Regions from separate parts of the Mus musculus genome. Here region 1 is linked to region 2. Evidence: chromatin contacts called from public promoter capture Hi-C data. All regions are on one chromosome and are shown on one strand. Each heading gives the region's core, a stretch centred on a gene start, on an enhancer-like site or on the middle of the called end of the contact. The rest is flanking DNA. Distances are from core to core; before and after follow the strand shown. Region 1 overlaps Atg7 (autophagy related 7). Region 2 overlaps Atg7 (autophagy related 7).

Evidence for each region. Capture Hi-C pulls out chosen DNA fragments and counts their contacts.
Region 1: a promoter capture Hi-C map of adipose tissue shows a contact between it and region 2. The contact joins two enhancer-like sites. A contact is called at or near these places in 1 of 115 datasets of contacts at active chromatin or transcription factors (pancreatic cancer cells) and 2 of 9 other capture datasets (adipose tissue and pancreatic islet).

Annotation. Positions count from the first base shown.
Region 1 is chr6:114,857,161-114,859,960 of GRCm38.p6, forward strand. Atg7 (autophagy related 7) reads left to right here. Exons shown (of 19, transcript NM_028835.5): 19 at 1,831-2,800. The coding sequence ends at 1,863. Among named protein-coding and RNA genes, the nearest start is that of Vgll4, 63 kb to the right of the region's middle. Within about 2 kb of position 1,386, at least 20 of the 459 cell types and tissues checked have an H3K27ac peak or open chromatin away from gene starts, as enhancers often do. A contact at or near this core is called in adipose tissue, where this site is marked.
Region 2 is chr6:114,658,623-114,661,364 of GRCm38.p6, forward strand. All of the region lies in intron 1 of Atg7 (autophagy related 7), which reads left to right. Among named protein-coding and RNA genes, the nearest start is that of Atg7, 17 kb to the left of the region's middle. Within about 2 kb of position 1,474, at least 144 of the 459 cell types and tissues checked have an H3K27ac peak or open chromatin away from gene starts, as enhancers often do. A contact at or near this core is called in adipose tissue, where this site is marked.

The DNA.
Region 1 (2,800 bases), core at 136-2,635, 200 kb after region 2:
AACATTGAACAAACTTCTGTCCAGTCATCATATTCTTCATTCATGCAGTAGGCGACCGGAGCCTGTTCAGGCCAGTGCTAGCCTGGGTACCATGTGAACCCCACAGTGAGCGTGGCCAGGCTGCACTAGTGGAGAAGCCCTTCACTGGCCCTAGAAAATGGGTCTGGAAAATCCCAATGGTTTCACAGTAAACCCTTTGGGTGGCTTGAAGGAGCCTCTTTACGGCCCAGACAGTGCCAGCAGCAAGAGTCCCACCTGGTCAACCTTCAAGCTAAGCATCTGGTTCAGGAGCAAGCACTCTAACCATGACAGGCTCTCCCTGCCCATCCAGAGGCTGGGCAGAAGATTCCAGAGTTTTCCTTCCTTCCTTTTGTTCTGATACCTCCTCCCACAGTCCCCCCTCCCCCCTCAGCGTTCCCTTCCTCCACGCTAGCTACCCAAGCCTTTCCTACATAAGGTCTCTCCAGTTTGGCTATGTGATCTCAGGCAAACTTTTACTTCTCTGAGCTGTTTCCCCGCTTACCCCACTGGCAGGAGTGAGACAGAATAGGATTATTAGCTCCAGGTCTGCACACAGCCTGTGTCATAGGTGCAGATGTGCTTATTGAATATGTATGAGTATGGAGTATGAGTAGCTGAATTATGCTGCAACTTGGATGGCTCTGTCTCAGACTGTCTTCAGATCCAAAAGACCAGGTCAAGGGCCGCTTACAGCAAAGCCACCTAACCCATGAGCCCAGGTTCCAGTCTGGTGGGGGTCTAGGACCAGAGAGACAGTGCCCCACAGGACAGGTGGCAATTTTTTTTCCTCTGAGGCAAGGTGTAGAAATGGAGGGACAGTATGAGGGACACTGCCACCCTTGCAGGAGAGAAGTCACTTTCTGGGTTGCTTTCCACATCCATGACAGCCAGCATTGCTATGAACGTAACTTGGCCAGACCTATCACCTCCTCCCAACAAGCTGTTCTTTCCCTTAGCTCTGCAAGGGCTGAGGCACCCTTGTGCAACCCATTCCAGGAATTTTGGAAGGCTCTGAAGGCATAGCTCTCTAGGGGCCCTAAGCTGCTTAGGGCACCAGAGTCTTAGGACCTGCTATGCTGTGTTGACCTCAGGCCACCTCAACGTAGGATTTTTGCCAAGAGTTACTGGGACAGAGGACTGGCCTAAAGAGCTACCTCCTTCTCAGGGTGTTACAAGAGTGGGTTCCCTCTCCAGTTTATAACCCAGGGCTCCCCAGAGACACACACTAAGGGACAGAGGGAAGGTCTGGTAGTCTCTGGTCTGTAATCCTGCCTAGGTGACCTGGGGTTGCTGGAGAAGGGCTGTTCTAAGTGACAGCCAGCTCCCTTGCCCCAGAGTGTTGTTGGCACCTGGCATAAAGTTCAGTGTAGACAGTAAGGCAGCACAGGATGGCAAGTGCTCTCCTGCCAGGTCCCTGAGAGCTCCCGCCCTCTCTAGCTCAGCTTCTCCAGCACAGGGTACAGCTGGGCAAGCTGACTGGGCCAGTGGTACATGCTACAAGTCAGGGGCTGGCTGGGTCCACCAAGGATGTGGCAGAGGATGCAGGGAGGGGCTGACTGGCTGGTGCTCCCTGTTCACATTCAGTTCTCCCACTGGCTTTGAGGCCTGGTGAAAGGAAGAAACTCGAGATTTGACCCATTGTACAAGAGACAGGGTATATCAGTCCTCCCCCATGTTGGGAGGCATACGCAGTGCCTGTGGGAGTGTATACCTCTGTTATCATAGCAACTGTAGTTGGGAAATGTCATCTGTGGGCATCGTGGGGCAGCAGAATCCCTCAGTTGAGTATCTGCCTTTTTTTCCACACAGATCTGGGACATGAGTGACGAGGAGACTGTCTGAAGCAAGCAACCACAGCTCAGGAGTACCTGGCCCTCAGCGCAGGACTGGACCGCAGGACTGGTGATCTGGGCCCTGCCACCTCCCTGGTCCTGATCTCCACATCTCCAAGGACGAGGGTGTACCCTCTGCCACCCAGTTGCACCCTTTCCTGTGCCATCTCACCAGCTCTGAACTCAATAATAACCTTGGCATTGCCACTGATCTGGGGCTCAGGTCCTTCCATGTGCACTAATCTCCCCCCCCCCACACACACACTGTTGCTGAAGGACACCCCAGGACCCAACATAGATCAGACAAGGCTGTGCTAGGAGCCTCACCGGTAGGGCACCTGCTCTGGGCCCTGGGTAGCAGTGAGTGCTGAGTTTGTAGCCTCAAGTGTTCAAGTGGCACACCAAGCCACCCTCCCCCAGCTGTGGGCATGCTGTGTGCCACCCTGTTCCAGGGATGGGAGAAGCTCCTGCCACAGCCCTGTACTGAAAAGCAGGGAAGAGCTCTGTAGGATGGGTGTGTCCAGCTGGGCCTAGTCAGGTGCCCTCACTCACGGGGTTGCTCCTGGGGCAAGGCTTGTCTTCCTCTTCACTCTGGGTGGGCCCTTGGCAGCTGTGGCCACCCATCCTAAATAGATGAGCTGCTCCCCTCCCACACCTGTGCACCTTCACTGGGGTCTCAGGTCCAGAACAGAAGCCCATGCACGGCTGGCTTAGCAGGTCTCAGGAAGGGAGACTAGAGAGGACCTTGGCCTAACACAGATGCTGCAACAAGCGGCCCTACCATCTGTGCAAGGCTCCCCACAAGTAGCCAGGCCTACCTGGGCACAGGGCCCCACAGCCCACATGCCACCCTAGGAGTCAAGAGCCACACAGCCTCGGTTTAAGAGCACTTTATTATTGTTCTTAAGGCTACTTTTAAGTACAAAAAAAAAAAAAAAAAAAAAAAA
Region 2 (2,742 bases), core at 224-2,723:
CTCTTAGATTCAGTTTTAAGTAATTTTTCAGTCTTTAAAATCAACAGTATTTAAAATCTTTTGTTGGGGGTAATATTTGTATTAGATTTCTACAACATCCTTTATATAGTATATTAGTTAGGGTTCTCTAGAACAGTTCTCTCTCAACCTGTGGGTTGTGACCACTTTGGCAAGCCTCTATCTCCAGAAATATTTACATTATGATTCATAACAGTAGCAAAATTACAGCTATGAAGAATCAACAAAATTAATTTTATGGTTGGGGGTCATCACTACATGAGGAACTGTATTAAAGTGTCACAGCATTAGGAAGGTTGAGACGCGCTGCTCTAGAGGATCAGAACTGATAGGATGAATCTATCGTATATGTACAATTGACAGTGGGTTAGACTATGGGCCAGCTAGTCCAACAATGGCTGTCTACCAATGGAAAGTCTAAGAATTCAATAGTTCAGTCCATGATGTTTCAATTGTATATATTTCTTCAGTATTCTCTGGAATCCCAAAGAAGTAGGCTGTAAGGCCAGTGAAGAGTAGACTGGCCAGTGAGAGCCAGGGCAAGCAGGCAGAGAGCAAGGGCTTCCTCCTTCCATGTCCACTATATAGGCAGCCACCGAAGGTGTGGCCTAGATTTAGGGTGGATCTTCCTATTTTAATGATTTAATTAAGAGAAATCAGTCACAGGTGTACCTACCCAGCTGCTTGGGTTTTAGTTAATTCAAGTTGACAACCAAGAACAGCCCCAACAGTTTCCATCTTTAAAAATATGTACACAATTCTCCTCATATCTGACACAATTGCCAAAGCCTTTTTTTCTTCTCCTATCAGTGGAGCACAGGGCCAGGAGGTGCTGACGTAATCAGCAGGGATAGCTCTGACAGTGCTGGGTAACTCCTGCCCTGCCAAACCATCCTCAAGCCTGTCCATACAGACAGTCAGTTTGGACAGAAAGAAACCTGCTCTCAATTTCCTTATTTCTGTATTGCTGTTACAGATACATAATACCAAGTTAGAAAGATTCAGAGATGATACAGTGTCTCTGTTAGTAGCTGACCCCTGACCCCTGGCCTTCCACTTCTTACTCTCCAGCCTCCTGCCCCCTGCTTTCTGCTCACCACCCCTGCCACCTACCCCCACCCTCAACTTCCTCCTTATCCTTCTGCATCCTGCTTACAGTTCTCCTCCTGCCCAGGCCCCCACCTCTAGTCCCTGGCCCCTGCTTCCTACTCCCTGTCCCTTTTCCCTTGACTCCCGATCCCCCACCTCTTGTCCTCCACTTACTGCCTCCTTTTCCTGTCTCCTACCTCCTACCCCCTGTGCCTTAGCCTTCCCCGCCCCGCTCCTTATTCCCATCTCACCTCCCCAGTTTCTTTCTCTTGGTAAGTTAGGTCATAAGCTTTGGATAAGTGTCATGCTGTGACATCTGTGCTCCCACATGTAAGTCACTGGGTGTGGCTCTGTTGATAGATTAGCACCAGGACTCTGTGGCAGATGAAGCCCTGGGAGGTTGTTGCCCAACCATGCTGTCATTTCCTTTCATCTTAGCTGTGGTTTGGCTGCTGGGATTCTTTTCTGTTACATGCCAAGCCCTCATCAAAGCCTGTCTTCTTTCACTAGAAGCAACACAGTCCCATCGGGAGACTTGGGTTTGACCCACACTCAGCATCAGGCCCTTGTCTGATCACAGTGCCCAGGTATAGGTGTGTTCAGCTTCTAAGATGACAAGAGGCTGAGGTCTCTCCTGCTCTACTCAGAGCTGCAGAGCCTAGCTCTTCAGGAGGAATGAGAGCCAGGGAGAGGCAAGACTGACTCCACCCCTGGGTGCACTTGTTCCTCCTCTAGGTCCCCTGCTCTTCCCATCCATCTTATGCATGGTTAGATTTCATGCTGTTAGATTCCTCAGAAGTCTAGCCTGTCCTAGATGCTTATAGCAAATTCCTTTGTTGGGTTACTGTGGGTGTTCCACCCTCCTGTCACAAAGTGAAACCCGGCCACACCCTCTGTGAAGTCAATAGGATCTTCTATTCTGACCAGATTTTCTCAAAGCCGCATAAGCCATAAAAAGTTTGAACCACGTGCTTTTTATGCTCTTTTAGCATGCCTCTTATTGCCTTTGGGGTTTGTTTGTTTTCCCTAGTACTTCCCTAGCTTTACAGAGGTGTAAACGACATTCTAAGTGGTCACTCATGGTGACCTTCCCAGCCCTTAAAGCTATAGAGGCTTTTTTGTTTGTTTTTAAATTTGTGGGATCCACCTCAGCAGGTCACCAGAGAACAGTCAGGGGAAAGTGAGTTGGGCCTGATCTTGGGGAGGGAGCTATGGACATCTGATTCTGCAGGCCTGAGTGCAGGCCTTTGCACTGCTGTGGCTCCTCGGCCTGTCTCCCCTTACATTAAGTGTTTAGCTTATATTGGAAGGAGATCAGTAGCAAATGAGTATCCAAACACAGGTTGTTGGTTAGCTTAAGAGAGGAAAGAATAAAGATTCTGAAAAGGTCTTTTCACACAGATCCTACTGTAGATGGTATGGCAGTTGTCATTGGATGGCTGCATACAATGTATAGCGTATGCTTGATGTGTATAGAAAGATGCTTAATGCTTGGAAGAATGAGCATCAAGGGAGAACACTTCCCATTGGCCAATTATGAGGTTTTGTAAAGGGATCTGGGAAGATCACTTAGCAAAGGGCATGAAGACCAGAGTTTGCACTCCAGAACCCATGTGAAAATACTGGACACCACCC